Regions from separate parts of the Sus scrofa genome. Here all the other regions are linked to region 2. A link is a contact called in public HiChIP or PLAC-seq and promoter capture Hi-C data. All regions are on one chromosome and are shown on one strand. The core of a region is the stretch at or near the end of the contact, and the rest is flanking DNA. Distances in the headings are between cores, read along the strand shown. Region 1 holds the start of MAVS (mitochondrial antiviral signaling protein). Region 2 holds the start of RNF24 (RING finger protein 24). Region 3 holds the start of CENPB (major centromere autoantigen B). Region 4 holds the start of AP5S1 (AP-5 complex subunit sigma-1).

The links. Promoter capture Hi-C pulls out the DNA fragments that hold promoters and counts their contacts. HiChIP or PLAC-seq counts read pairs in DNA pulled down with a chosen protein or histone mark.
Region 1: an H3K27ac HiChIP or PLAC-seq map of alveolar macrophages shows a contact between it and region 2. The contact joins the promoter of MAVS here to the promoter of RNF24 in region 2. A contact is called at or near these places in 1 of 5 promoter capture datasets (liver), 1 of 47 Hi-C or Micro-C datasets (heart right ventricle) and 1 of 2 datasets of contacts at active chromatin or transcription factors (alveolar macrophages).
Region 3: a promoter capture Hi-C map of liver shows a contact between it and region 2, with 4 times the contacts expected there. The contact joins the promoter of CENPB here to the promoter of RNF24 in region 2. A contact is called at or near these places in 1 of 5 promoter capture datasets (liver), 8 of 47 Hi-C or Micro-C datasets (embryonic fibroblasts, epiblast stem cells, fetal liver and 3 more) and 2 of 2 datasets of contacts at active chromatin or transcription factors (alveolar macrophages and skeletal muscle).
Region 4: a promoter capture Hi-C map of liver shows a contact between it and region 2, with 4 times the contacts expected there. The contact joins the promoter of AP5S1 here to the promoter of RNF24 in region 2. A contact is called at or near these places in 2 of 5 promoter capture datasets (fetal skeletal muscle and liver), 6 of 47 Hi-C or Micro-C datasets (heart right ventricle, liver, skeletal muscle and 1 more) and 1 of 2 datasets of contacts at active chromatin or transcription factors (alveolar macrophages).

What each region holds. Positions count from the first base shown.
Region 1 is chr17:31,863,860-31,867,277 of Sscrofa11.1, forward strand. MAVS (mitochondrial antiviral signaling protein) reads right to left here and starts at 1,375. Exons shown (of 6, transcript NM_001097429.1): 1 at 1,259-1,375. The coding sequence starts at 1,375.
Region 2 is chr17:31,702,946-31,706,828 of Sscrofa11.1, forward strand. RNF24 (RING finger protein 24) reads left to right here and starts at 2,410. Exons shown (of 6, transcript XM_021078063.1): 1 at 2,410-2,575.
Region 3 is chr17:31,927,646-31,931,118 of Sscrofa11.1, forward strand. It overlaps CENPB (major centromere autoantigen B), which reads left to right and starts at 2,201. Exons shown (of 1, transcript XM_021077378.1): 1 at 2,201-3,473. The coding sequence starts at 2,247. It also overlaps a transcript of CDC25B not described here.
Region 4 is chr17:31,904,892-31,908,201 of Sscrofa11.1, forward strand. AP5S1 (AP-5 complex subunit sigma-1) reads right to left here and starts at 1,942. Exons shown (of 5, transcript XM_021077709.1): 1 at 1,709-1,942.

The DNA.
Region 1 (3,418 bases), core at 125-2,624, 160 kb after region 2:
TCCTGTGAAATTGGATTGTGATGATCATTATACAACTACAGATGTGATAAATTCATTTGAGTAATTAAAAAGAAAAAAGAAAGAAAGAAACTGAGGTTCAGCACATACAAACAAGCAACCAGGTAGCAGAAACAAAAACCCACAGAAGGAGTTTCCACTGTGGCACAATGGAATTGGTGGCGTCTTGGAAGCACTGGGATGCAGGGGGTGTTTTTTTGTTGTTTTTTTTTTTGTTTGTTTAACCACTCAATGAATTTTATTACATTTATAGTTGTGGGATGCAGATTTGATCCCCAGCCTGGTGCAGTGGTTAAGGATCCAGCATTGCCACAGCTTTGACTTAGGTCAGGACTGTGGCTCAGATCTGATCCCTGGCCCAGGATATCCATATGCCACGGGGCAGTCAAAAAAAAAAAAAAAAAAAAAACGCAGAAAACATTTACTGCAGAACTAAATGGCCAAACCCCACTAACCACAGACCCACATGCCACCAGCATCTGCAAGGAGAAAGCAGAGGGAAGCCTCAAGTTTTAATCTGGGGACAGCTAAAACTTTGATGGGTTCGGCTCACTGTGATAGGGGCTCATGGCAAGTGCTAAGAGGCTGGCCATCTGGCTCCCATGGACTCTCGAAATTGAGCCCCCAGGCTGCCTGCAGGACAGGTCACATGTCTGGAAGAATGGAACTGAAACTCAGCAGGAACAAGGACAAAAGAGATGAAGAGGAGTTCCCATCGTGACTCAGGGGAAACAAATCTGACTAGGAACCATGAGGTTGTGGGTTCAATCCCTGGCCTTGCTCTGTGAGCTGTGGGGTAGGTCGCAGACACAGCTCAGATCCTGCATTGCTGTGGCTGTGGTGTATGCCAGCGTTGTAGCTCTGATTCGCCCCCTAGCCTGGGAACCTCCATATGCCACGGGTGCAGCCCTAAAAAGAAAAAAGAAAAAAAAAAAAAAGAGGTGAAGCAAAAAAGACCATTCAGATGATAGCGCGTGGAGGGGGGGCAGAACCCAGAAATATGTGCCATATTTTGAAGCATTACCCCAAAGGGACACAAGAGGGAGTTCAGTGAGGTTGAAAAAGGCACCCCCTCCACCCACCCCCATCCCACACTTCATTCTGAAAGTTAGAAAACTGTTGAGTGCAGGAAGCAGGAAGCAGAGCACAGAGAAGGAGGGAGTAGGTCCGGGCTTGGGGGAAGCTCTGAATTCCACAGCCCTGCCCCCAGTCAGTGCCTGGCTGTGATGCCCTGGCTCACCTGGTCACTTGCTGTGAGGCAGGACAGGTAAGGCAGAATCTCCAGAACATGGATCTTGCAAAAATTCCTGTGATGGTTGCGGATATACTGATAAGTCTTGTCCTCGGCAAACGTCATCGCTATCCGGGTTGTGAAGTGACAGAGGGCTCTGGCCCATGAAGGGTAGATGGACTGACAAAGGGAAAAAAAAAAAGACTAGAGGAAAACAGACCACACTTGGGAATAGAGTTGGGAGTCGAGGTGGACAAAAGGCAATGCTTTCTGTTTCAACTCTCCGGAATTTTTGCTTTTTTTCTTTAATCTTCCTTTTCTTTTTCTTTTCTTTCTTTTTTTTTTTTCTTTTTTGGCCACACCTGGAGTGTGCAGAAGTTCCCAAGCCCGGGATCGAACCCACGCCACAGCAGTGACCAGAGCCACAGCAGTGACAACACCGGATCCTTAACCCACTGAGCTACCAGGGAACATCCTGCCTGAGTCTCAGAGGCCTTCAGTGAATTTGCTTAAAAATGAATTGATGACCAAAAAAAAAATCAGATCCAGAAGATCTAGGGCCCACTGGGGAGACCTCTGGCTCCCACTCCATCAGTCCTAGGTTTGAACATCTGAATGTGCTGACAGCCAGAGGGCTCCACCTAGAAATGCTGCATCTTTGGAGTTTACTGAAGGGGAAGGGGGGAGGGGAGGAAAAGGAGGAAGAGGAGAGAGAGAAGGCAACATGATAATAACAGGATGTATGCCACTCTAACTGTGAAGAAAATGAAATACCAAAAAATGAAGGGGGCTTGCTAGTTAGTAGAAGAGCAAAGCACTGAGGTCCTCAGGATCCAAAATCAGGCTCTTTCCAGAGCATGACTGCAGGCCCTAGAACAATAAAGTTTGTTATGTACATATTTTTAGGGTATGAGGTTGAGTTTCACTCCTGGGTGTGACCCAGGGCAAGTTATCAGCCTTTTGCAGGCCTGTCCTCACCCCTAAAATGGCTCAGGGCATTTGTTTTAATAATACAGTAGTGCAGCCTTATAAGCCTGAAATGTTCAAGTACCCCAGGGAGTTCCCTTGTGGCTCAGTGGGTTAAGGATCTGCCATTGTCGCTGCAGTGGCTCAGGTCACTGCTGTGGCATGGGTTTGATCCCTGGCCCAGGAACTTCCAAATGTCACAGATGTGGCCAAAAAAAATTCGAAAATAAAATGAAGTGCCCCCCCACCTCCCCGCAAAGAAGCAATTGCTGTAGGTTGCTTATACACCACTTACAACAATTTGCCATGATAGACCTCTTTGTTTGCTTATTTCTCATTTGCCTTTCTCATAAGGGAGAGCTGCAGGGAACAAGACAGACAAGATCTCTGCCATCATCCAATTTACATTCTACTGAGGTGGGACAGATAACAAATCAGTAAAATGTAACTCCAGCTAGGAATAAAGGTTATAGAAAAAAATGAAGTGGATGATGAGACAGAGCCCCTGAAGAAGGGTATGCTGCTTGAACTGGGATGGTCAGGGAGACCTTTCTGAATTGATGACATTGAGCCAAACCATTCTTGGCTGCAAGATAGTGCTTTGGGCAGAGGGCATAGCCAGTGAGAAGTCCAAAGGTGGGAAAACACTTGGCATGTTTGAAGATGAGAAAAGTAGATCAGAGCGGTCCAGGTTTAGAAAGCTAGGGGGAGGGGTAGAGATCAAGGTCAAGGAGGTTGTGAAGGGCCACTTATGTAGGCCATTATAGGAAAGGACTTTGAGTTTTATTTGGAGTGAAATGGGGAGCCATTGGAGGGTTTTGAGCAGGAAAAGGAGAAGACTTGATTTATGTTAAAGATCTCTGTGGTGGAGTTCCCATCATGGCTCAGCAGTTAACAACCCCAACTAGCATCCATGAGGATGCAGGTTTGATCCCTGGCCTCACTCAGTGGGTTACGGATCTGGTGTTGCCATGAGCTGTGGTGTAGTTCACAGACGTGGCTCAGATCCTGTGTTGCTGTGGCTCTGGTGTAGGCCAGCAGCTGTAGCTCCGATGGGACCCCTAGCCTGGGAATCCCCGTATGCCGCGAGTGAGGCCCTAAAGAGAAGAAAAAATTTAAAAAAATATATATATATACCTCTGCAGTGATTGTAAGGACCCTGTACTGTGGAGGGGGCAGGATGGAAGCAGGGAGATATGTCAG
Region 2 (3,883 bases), core at 1,160-3,659:
GCAACTGAATATAACCCCTACTCTTCACATCCTCAAATTTTTCTTTTTCTTTCCCTTCTAATTTTCACAAGGACAAAAAAACAAGATAGAGGCACTCCACTTTTTAACTTACAGCCTGTTGGGACTAGCAAATTCCTAGCTAAGATTTTTTTTCTTTTTTCTTTCTTTCTTTCTTTCTTTCTTTCTTTTTTTTTTTTTTTTTAAAGAGCCGCACACGCGGCATATGAAGTTTCCCAGGCTAGGTCGAATCAGAGCTGATGGCAATGCCAGATCTTAAACCCACTGAATGAAGCCAGGGATGGAGCCTGCATCCTCATGGATGCTAGTCAGATTCGTTAACCACTGAGCCACAAAGGGAACTCCCTAGCTAAGCTCTCTAAACAAACAAACAAAACATGTTTCCATACATGGGACAGGGGAAGGAAGGAGGGAAGGGAGGAGAAAGAAAAGGGAACTCAGTCTTTCTTTCCCCTGTAGAGCCTCCCTGACCCACCAGGGGGCACCACCACCACCAATAACCACTGCACACCCACTGTGTGCCAGTCACCTGCCAAGTCCCAGGAGACATTGTTTCTGTCTTGGAAGGGCTCACATTCTGGTTGGAGAAAAAAAAAATAAGCAAATGAGTAGAACTTTAAGTGTGACTGGTGCTGAGAGAGAAATAGGTAATGGGCACAGGTGGGAATTCCAAAAGAAAGTCCGTCAACAAGGGGAGGGCAGGAAGGAAGACTTAATTAAAAAGTGACTGTTGAGGGAGTTCCCGTCGTGGCGCAGTGGTTAACGAATCCGACTAGGAACCATGAGGTTGCGGGTTTGGTCCCTGCCCTTGCTCAGTGGGTTAACGATCCGGCGTTGCCGTGAGCTGTGGTGTAGGTTGCAGACGCCGGCCAGTAGCTACAGCTCCGATTCGACCCCTAGCCTGGGAACCTCTATGCCGCGGGAGCGGCCCAAAGAAATAGCAAAAGACAAAAAAAATATAAATAAATAAATAAAATTTCATTTAAAAAAAAAAAGTGACTGTTGAGTGTTGCTAGGTAAGTGTTGCTTCTCTAATCAAGGGAAAAGCAGGAACACCAGGCACTGAAGGCGAGACACTCTGATGCTGTTCTGGAAATGGCTAGAAAAGAAGTGCTAAAGTGCCACTGGGCAGAGAAAGAGAAAAAGACAGCAACATGGGCAGATTTGCATATCATGAGAATTGACTTGCATAAGAATGTATTGAGACTTCAGCAGTAGAGCTAGAGAGAGTTGAGGAGGACTGATTTAAACAGTGAGAGGTAGCAGATCCTCCTGGCAACTGGTCCAGTTGAGCTAGGAAGGGAGGGAGAGAAGGGAAAAGGACCCCTGACACAGGCTTCAGTGACAGGGGGTGAGGGATAGGTTGTTGATAAGCACTCTTTCTTTTGCCACTCTCTCTCTACCCATGCTTCCACCCATCTCTTACCTTACAGAACTTCTTGAGATGTTCGTTGATGTTAGTCTTTACTTCCCCCCTTACCTTGGATATTTATTGTTTGCCAAAGAAGAAGGAACTTGCCTACAGGCGCTTTCTACTATTATTTTGCTTCCCAAAATTAAGCCCCTGAGCTGTTTATGGTTTGTGTGAGGGGGCTTGGAGGGTAGGAGAAGAAAGGAGACTCTCAAGGGGTGATTTAGGGACTGAAACAAAGTGGGGCAATTGTCTCTGTAATTTCCCTGAGCTACAGGGCCCACACACTCAGCCGAAGAGCCTCAGAGACTCCCAGCAGCCCCCGAAGAGTTCTGTGGCCCACGAGTAGCAGAACCAAGGGGCTGGGAACAGGAGAGTGTCTCTGCAGAACACACTGCCTGCCAAAGACAAGGGGCCTCCACTTGATCTTTGGAGATTCATTAGATAAACCCTAAACCTTCTTATTACAGAAAGGGCTGAGATTTCCTCAAAACAAAGGTCAATTCCTGGCCTGCTCCATGGAATGGGAGCTGGGGCCTGGTCGATGCACATAAATAAAGTAATGCACTCTTTCTTGCACACACTCCTCTCCACTATTTGGGCAGATTCTGGGTATCAGAAGTCTGAGAGGATCTGCTGCAGGTGACACAGATGGAGGAAAGAGGCAATGTGCACCTTATCTATCGGACTCCTGTGACCCGGAATGCTGGCAGTCTGGGTGCTAGGAAAGAGGTAGCGTTCCAAGCTTTCCCTTTAAAAAATGCTTATAGGACAAGAAAAAATACTAAACACAGGCGGAGGAAGACAGCTCCGCCCTGGGACAACCCCAACGGGCGGAGCGAGGACTGGCCACCGCGCTCCGCGCCTGCGCACTGCGGACTCTGAAGTCAGGACGATCTCAGGGAGGTGGGCGGGGCTGCCCGGGCATCCGGGTCCCTCACCCCGCCCCCGCTGCATGAATGAGAGGCGCGGTGCCGCCCCTCCCCCACCGGGCCCGCCCCTCGCCGGGGCCGCTGCGCGCAGTCCGCCGCTGCCACCTCAGCCGCGCTAGGTCCCGGCAGACGCCAGCCGCTAGCCTCCAGACGCTGACGGTCCTGCCACGCTCGCCGCCGCCGCCGCCGCCGCCGACGCCGCGGGCACGACAGAGTAAGTGAGCAAGCAAGGGCGGGGGCGCCGAGGGTCGTCACCCCCAGTCTGGGGCTTAGTGGACCGGGCGGGTCCAGGTTCGGGATGCTGAGGAGACCGTGGGCCCACTCCAGCCTCCCCCACTCACACTCCTGGCGCCTCCGCGGGGAGCTGGGAGGGGTGGGACAGCTGCCCCAGGTCGGGAGGGACGCGGAGGAGGGTCCGCCCCGATCCGGAGGGTGGGTCACGCACAAAGGGAGGCGCGGGGCTGTCCCCGGGAGGTCACAGAGGGACGGTGCGGGGCACCCCGAACGCCCTCCTAGCCAGTGCCCGGCGTCGGGTCCCCGGGCGTGGGAGGCTCCTAGGATGAGCAGGGAGGACGAGGTTGGCTAGGACGGCTGCCTGCGTTTTGGCGATGGGAACGCGCCGTGGGGGGTGCGGCGTGGCAGTGTTTTCCTGGTCCCCATCTGCTCCTCCCCTTTCTTTGTGGCGTTTGTCTCGTGCCCATTTGTCACTGTGTGTAAACTGTGGTCTGGGGTAAGACCTCTCGCCTCGGCTAACTCATTTAATGAAAGTCAGGTGCGGGCCTGTCTGTGAGTAGGGGGCGTGTGTGCGTCCTCAGGCCGGAGAATTAAAGACCCTCCTTTGTTTCCGGAGACGTAATGGTGTGTGTGTCACCTATGAAATGAGAGAATCAGAGATCATTAAAAAGGGTATGAGGAAAAAAGATGTATTACTCCATCAGATCGTCACCTCGTTCTGCCTCTGCTGTTTTTTCAAATAGTATTTCTTTGTTTCTTACTGTAAAAGCAGTGGGTTAATTGAAAATATGCCTCTAGTCTCATATCTGTTTATCTAGAACACTTGGTTTTGGGGTTTAGTCAGTGGTCATATACTCATATATATGTACATGAAACTACCCTACATTACCAGTTAACTAAAATGCACTTTTTAGTTCATTGGTAATATGTCTATATAGTCATACTGGTCTATAGAAATACTCCAACATATCTATGACACTGTTTTCTCTGCTTCTCTGTAAGGCAGATTTTGTTTCTTCCTGCCTCTCAATGTTAATAAGAACGTAGTCCAGCAGGTTCTCTTCACCTCTTTGCCTTTTTTTTTTTCCCCCTTAATGCTTTGGCAAAGGGTTTTATTGCGTATTACCCTGGCATGCACCCTTGCTTTGATCTGAATTTCCCTGTGTTGTTGTCTGGTTATGCAGCCCAGCTCAATGGCTCCTCTTACAGGACTGCTGGAAAACAGAACACCTTTTATCATTGTCCTCATCCCCAGAGAAAAGAGGAAGCTCTGCAGGTTCCCACATAC
Region 3 (3,473 bases), core at 951-3,450, 220 kb after region 2:
GATGGGGGACAAGGCCTCTCTAAGTAAGACACAAAATCCAGAAACAATAAAGAAAAAAACTGACAGATCTACCTACTTAAAAACTTCTCATACCTGAGATTCCCTAGGCTAAGTTAAAGGCCAGTGGCAGACTGGGAGAAAGTATTCGCAAAATACTTAAAGATTTTATGTTCAGAGATACGAAGAGCTCCTAAAAGTCAACAAAAAGACAAATACATGAGACATATGAATATAAGATAGGACTAGAACGTTCTCAGGTTTCAAACGGCCAATACACATATGAAAAGAGAAATGCACACTAAGAAGATGTGGTATATATACACAATGGAATACTACTTAGCCATAAAAAGGAACAAAATAATGCCATTTGCAGCATCATGGATGGAACTAGAGACTCATACTAAGTGAAGTAAGGCAGAAGGAGAAAGACAAACACCATATATCACTTATATCTGGAATCTAACATATGGCACAAATGAACCTATCTATAGAAAAGAAACAAACTCATGGACATGGAGAACAGACTTGTGGTTGCCAAGGGGGACGGGGAGGGAGTGAGATGTACTGGGAGTTTGGGGTTAGTAGATGCAAACTGTTGCATTTAGAGTGGATAGGCAATGAGATTCCGCTGTATAGACCAAGGGACTATATCTGATCAGTTGTGATGGAACATGATGGAGGATAGTGTGAAAAAAAGAATGTATATATATATATATACATATATATATATATTTGTATAACTAACTGGGTTGCTTTACTGTACAGCAGAAATTGAAAAAGAATTGTAAATCAACTATGATAATAAAAAAATAAAGCAGTAGTGAGTTATACTTTCTTCCCTTGGCTTCCAGACAGCATATGAGCTTGAATTTTCCCCTACCCCTTCAGCTGTTCCTCCCCAATTTCTTGTTAGTCCTTTCGTGAGCCCTTAACCTTGAACCCACGGCACTGTCTTTGGTCTTCTTTTTTTCTTTGTCTACAAACATTCCCTTGAAGTTTCATTCAGCCCCAGATCCTCAGCCTGTCCCCCTGGGTCACAGCCCTCCTCTCTGCCTACTCCTTATTGCTACTCTAAGAGATTTTTCTTTTAAACACTGAAATTTATTCATTGTTTCAAGAATCTGTCATCTTTATGTGTTCGATGCAGGAAGAGGTTTCGGGGATTTGTACATACATATGTTTATGTACATACCTGACATTATTTCTGAAGGTGCAAACACATTTATGGCTAAATGCATGGAACAGCACAAAAAGGTGACACACAGAGATGTTCTTAGTGTTTTGTGGATTGTGGGGTTATCATCAAACATTTAAAAGTGTAGTATTGCTTATAAAAATAACCTAAATATGTAATAGGCTACATCAATTAGTGTTCAACCATAAATGGAACAATATACAACCATTAAAAAGTTTGTTGGCAGTACTTTATCAGTAAGGCAAAATTCTCATCACTGGATCCTAGGTAAAACAGCAGGAGATGCCAATACACAGTCTATACCATCTGATGCTAGTTTTATGCAATAAATTTTTGAAAAGAAAACTGCATATGCCTAGAGAAAAGACTGTTAGGAAATGTAACAAAATATTACCTGCGCATCTTTCCAAGTTTTGGGGTGAAAGGTGCTTTTGAATTTCCTGTATTTTTCAGTTTCCGCAAAAAAGGTGGGTTTTTTTTACCTTAATAAAACAAAAAAGACAAAACACTGTTCTTCTTCATCAACAGCAAATCGCTGCCTACCCAGCGCAGAGGCTGAGACAGCGCCCCTCCTCCCCGCACGGTTGCCGACTGGCCACCGGACGCCCGAGAGCTGGCGGGTCCAGCAGGCCGAAGCGCCCCCGCGCGGTCGGTCCGGGGCGGAGGCACGGCGGTGGGGGGGGGGCGCTGAGGGCTGGGAGGCGGTGCCGGGCGTCCCCGCGCTTCCCGCGAGATCCCGCTCCGCCCGCTCCGCCCCGCTCGCCGCGCTCCCTGCTCCCCGCGCCGCGGCACTTCCTGCCTTCCGCGCCCGCGCCGCCCGCCCTCGCCCGCGCCCGCCGCCTGCCGCCCGCCGCCCGGCGCCGCGCCCGCCGGCGCCCCCGAAGGTGCCCCCGGCCCGGCCGGGTCGCCGCCCCGCCCCCCGCCCCGCGAGCCGCTTTGTCTCGGGCGGGGCGCGCGGGAGAGGCCGCCAGGTGCCCCCGCCGCGGGCCCGGGCCCCCCGCCCCGGGGCGGCGGCGGTGGCGCCGGGCCCCGGGGCGGGGGGCGCGCCGGGATGGGCCCCAAGCGGCGGCAGCTGACGTTCCGGGAGAAGTCGCGGATCATCCAGGAGGTGGAGGAGAACCCGGACCTGCGCAAGGGCGAGATCGCGCGGCGCTTCAACATCCCGCCGTCCACGCTGAGCACCATCCTGAAGAACAAGCGCGCCATCCTGGCGTCGGAGCGCAAGTACGGTGTAGCCTCCACCTGCCGCAAGACCAACAAGCTGTCCCCTTACGACAAGCTCGAGGGGCTGCTCATTGCCTGGTTCCAGCAGATCCGCGCCGCTGGCCTGCCGGTCAAGGGCATCATCCTCAAGGAGAAGGCGCTGCGTATAGCCGAGGAGCTGGGCATGGACGACTTCACTGCCTCCAACGGCTGGCTGGACCGCTTCCGCCGGCGACACGGTGTGGTGTCCTGCAGCGGAGTGGCCCGCGCCCGGTCGCGAAGCGCTGCTCCCCGGACCCCAGCGGCTCCCGCCAGCCCGCCCGCAGTGCCCTCGGAGGGCAGCGGTGGGGGTACAACGGGCTGGCGCGCTCGGGAGGAGCAGCCGCCGTCGGTGGCCGAGGGCTACGCCTCTCAGGATGTGTTCAGCGCCACTGAGACCAGCCTATGGTACGACTTCCTGCCCGACCAGGCCGCAGGGCTATGTGGCAGCGATGGACGGGCACGCAGGGCCACACAACGCCTGAGTGTCCTGCTGTGCGCCAACGCCGACGGCAGCGAGAAGTTGCCCCCACTTGTGGCCGGCAAGTCGGCTAAGCCCCGTGCTGGCCAAGCCGGCCTGCCCTGCGACTACACTGCCAACTCTAAGGGTGGTGTCACCGCCCAGGCCCTGGCAAAGTACCTGAAGGCCCTGGACACCCGCATGGCTGCAGAATCTCGCCGAGTCCTGCTGCTGGCTGGCCGCTTGGCTGCCCAGTCCCTGGATACCTCGGGCCTGCGGCATGTGCAGCTAGCCTTCTTCCCGCCGGGCACCGTGCAGCCACTGGAGCGTGGAGTGGTCCAACAGGTGAAGGGCCACTACCGCCAGGCTATGCTTCTCAAGGCCATGGCCGCCCTGGAGGGCCAGGATCGCTCAGGCCTGCAGCTAGGCCTCATGGAGGCCCTGCACTTCGTGGCTGCGGCCTGGCAGGCAGTGGAACCTTCAGACATAGCTGCCTGTTTTCGCGAGGCTGGCTTTGGGGGTGGCCCTAATGCCACCATCACTACTGCCCTCAAGAGTGAGGGAGAGGAAGAGGAG
Region 4 (3,310 bases), core at 692-3,191, 200 kb after region 2:
GAAGCTCCACTACTTCTCCCAGACATCAGGACCAACCCTCAGGTGCCACTTACACACCTCCAGGGTCAGGGAGCTCACTTGCTCAAGATAGCCCCGATGGTTTTTTACAGCTGGAAACCCTTCTTGATGCTCTTCACAAACCTTGGAGACCTCAGGCAGATGGGTTAAGCCACCCCTTACTTCTGGATGAGGGAGGGAAATTAGATGGAATCTGCCAGCCCCAGGCAGTGGATATTTTGAATGTCTGATAAGACTGATAAGAATGGAGTTCCCACTGTGGCACAGTGGGTTGAGAACCTGGTGTCGCTGCAGCTGCGGCATAGGTTGCAGCCTGTATCTCTGATTCAATCCCTGGCCTGGAAACTTCCATATCTAACCAGGAGTTCTCTTGTGGCACATTGGATTAAGGATCTGGTATTGTTACTGCAGCGGCTCAGGTCGCTGCTGTGGTATGGGTTCAATCCCTGGGCTGGGAACTTCTGCATGCTGTGGCCCAAAGAAAGAAAGCCAGAAAAGAACATCTAGCCATTTCTCAAACTGTAGAGGAGGAAACTAAGAAAGGATCTGCTTTACTGAGAGTCCAGATGGGCCGAGGTTGAGTAGTATGGTTGCCCTAGAATAAAAGAGACAGACGTAGGGCAAGCCTTGACCTCTCCACCTCCCTGGGGCACCCTCAGGCTTGCCCTATGTGGACCACCAATCAGCTTCCTCCTCTGTCTCCACCAACCCCCATCCACAGCCTCCAAACTGCTAACTCTGGTGCAGTAGGCCTCCTGTCTCCTACACACAGCAACTGGGCTTTTTCCTTGTAACCTGTCACCCAAGGGCATGTCCATGTGCAGAAAGGGCCCAAACCCTCAGGTTGGCTCCTTTCTTTTAATGTTTTCAGGTTTATCCTTTTCACCTGTGTGGTCTTGTAATCCCCTCATTGGTTCTAAGTAATAACAGCCACAGCAGACTTGGATAACCCTTGATGTGAAGCAGGCCCTGTTCTTTGTGATTTATATACACCAATTCATTTGCTCCAATCAATAGCCTTTGAAGGAGTGGCTTCACTATCCCCATTTTTCAGATGAGGAAGTTGAGGCACTGAGATCAAGTAATTTTCCTGATGTTACGCATGTGCTGAGGGAGGGGTGCAGGTCCTTAAATTTCAGCCTGTTTCATCCCCTTCCTTTTGTACCCCCTTCTCCATGCTCCCCCCACCCCCATCCCCTCAGAGTCACCAGAGACTGCGCCAGCCCCCACCCCCAGCTCCCAGAAGCCATAACCCCAGCCTAGTTTACCCACTCTAATCCAACCTTGGGAGCTTCCTTCCCACGTGGCTGGATGGACGCCATCCTAGGTATGCCCAATCCCAACCCAGGAGGCGCCCCCTCCCCGAGCCCTCCCCGCAGGGAGCCCCAGGCTCCACGTCTTGGCTGGGCTCCAGGAAGGCGAGGCACTGTGTGATTCGTCCTTTCAAACGCTGCTCTTCCTGCAAGGCTGAGAGCCGGGAGGCCCCACGAGGCAGCTCAGGCCCAGCCACGTGAGGCCTCTTCCCTTCCCGCTGCCCCAGGCCCCGCTGACTCAGAGACTGGCAGCTGCATCACTGCCCCTTCCAGGGGTGTGCGTGCTGGTGTGGGCCGGGTGGGGCGGAGGCTGTCCCAGCAGCACTGCTTGGCACCCACACAAACTCCCGTGTGGGTTGGGTGGGAATGCTTCTTACCTTCTGTCCCATAACCGTCTTCTTTGAACAATGGAATGAATAACTTCACATCATCCAACATTCTCTCAAGGCATGAATTTCAAGGCTGCAGCACAGCAAGTCCCCCACCATTACTCAACTTCCCTCTCCTGATTGTTTCCAGATTCCATGTGGCTATAGACCTCCTTGTATAAACAATCCTTCATTTCTGCACCAGCAGTTTTATTGCTTCTGGAAAATAGGGTGCCTCTGTGTTCAATTCTGGGGATTAAAGACTTTTTAGAAATCTAAATTTCTAGATGGTTGTGAACTGTTGTCACTGGACAGATTCAAGCCAGTGACTTACAGTTAGTTAACTCCCAAGAGTCACTTAAACTTTTCTAAGAATCTGACTTGAGGGAGTTCCCATCGTGGTGCGGCAGAAACGAATCCAATAGGAACCATGAGGTTGCGGGTTCAATCCCCGGCCTCGATCAGTGGGTTAAGGATCCGTCACTGCCTTGAGCTGTGGTGTAGGTTGCAGACTCAGCTGGCTTGGATCCTCCGTTGCTGTGGCTCTGGTGTAGGCCGGCAGCTGTAGCTCTGATTGGACCCCTAGCCTGGGAATCTCCATATGCTGAGGGTGCAGCCCTAAAAAGCAAAAAAAAAAATCTAACTTGAGAAAAAAACTAAGACTAAGATCAGGTATTTTGGTGTAGGAGAGTCAGAAAATGGGCTGGGACCTCTGCTCTGCTCCATCACAGCATGTAGGTTCAGCCACTTGATAGTTACGAGAGCTCTTTGCTATAAACAGTCACATTTTCTAGTTAAGAAATAACATTTATCAATTTTGATGAAAATATGGAGCAACAAAAGTCTCAGACACTGCTGGTGAGAGAAGGTAAGCTGGTATAGCAACTTTGGAGAACTATGTGGAAAATATACATGCCACAACCTAATGGTTCCACTCCTGGCATAGTCCCAACACAATCTGAAATAGTTGTAAATAATCCATGGAGGGCAGAATGAAAATGTTCTATATTTTAATTGTGGTGGCAGACACCAAACCGCATTCATCAAAACCCACCAAACTATGTATGTAAGAGAGTGAATTTTACTGCGTATAAGTTATACCTTGATTTTTTTTGGCCACGCCCATAGCATGTGGCAGTCCCTGGCTAGTGATCAAAACTGTACCACAGCAGTGACCACTACAGTGACAACACTGAATCCTTAACCCACTGCACCACAAGGGGAATTCCTACCTTAATTTTTTAAAATTTAAAAGCCAGAAGGGGGTTCCCATTGTGGCTCAACGGTAACAAACCCGACTAGGATCCATGAGGATGCAGATTCAATCCCTGGCCTCACTCAGTGGGTTAAGGATCCAGTGTTGCTGTGAGCAGTAGTGTAGTTCACAGACATGGCTCAGATCCCGTGTTGTTGTGGCTATGGCATAGGCCCCCAGCTACAGCTTCGATTCAACCCCTAGCTTGGGAACTTCCATATGCTGCAGGTGTGGCCCTTAAGAAAAAAAAAGATAAAAGCCAAAATAGAATGAATAATTCAATTTGGGGAGATATCCATATAAATGAAATACTACACAGCAATGAACAAGAACAAATTATTGCTAAAAGAAACATG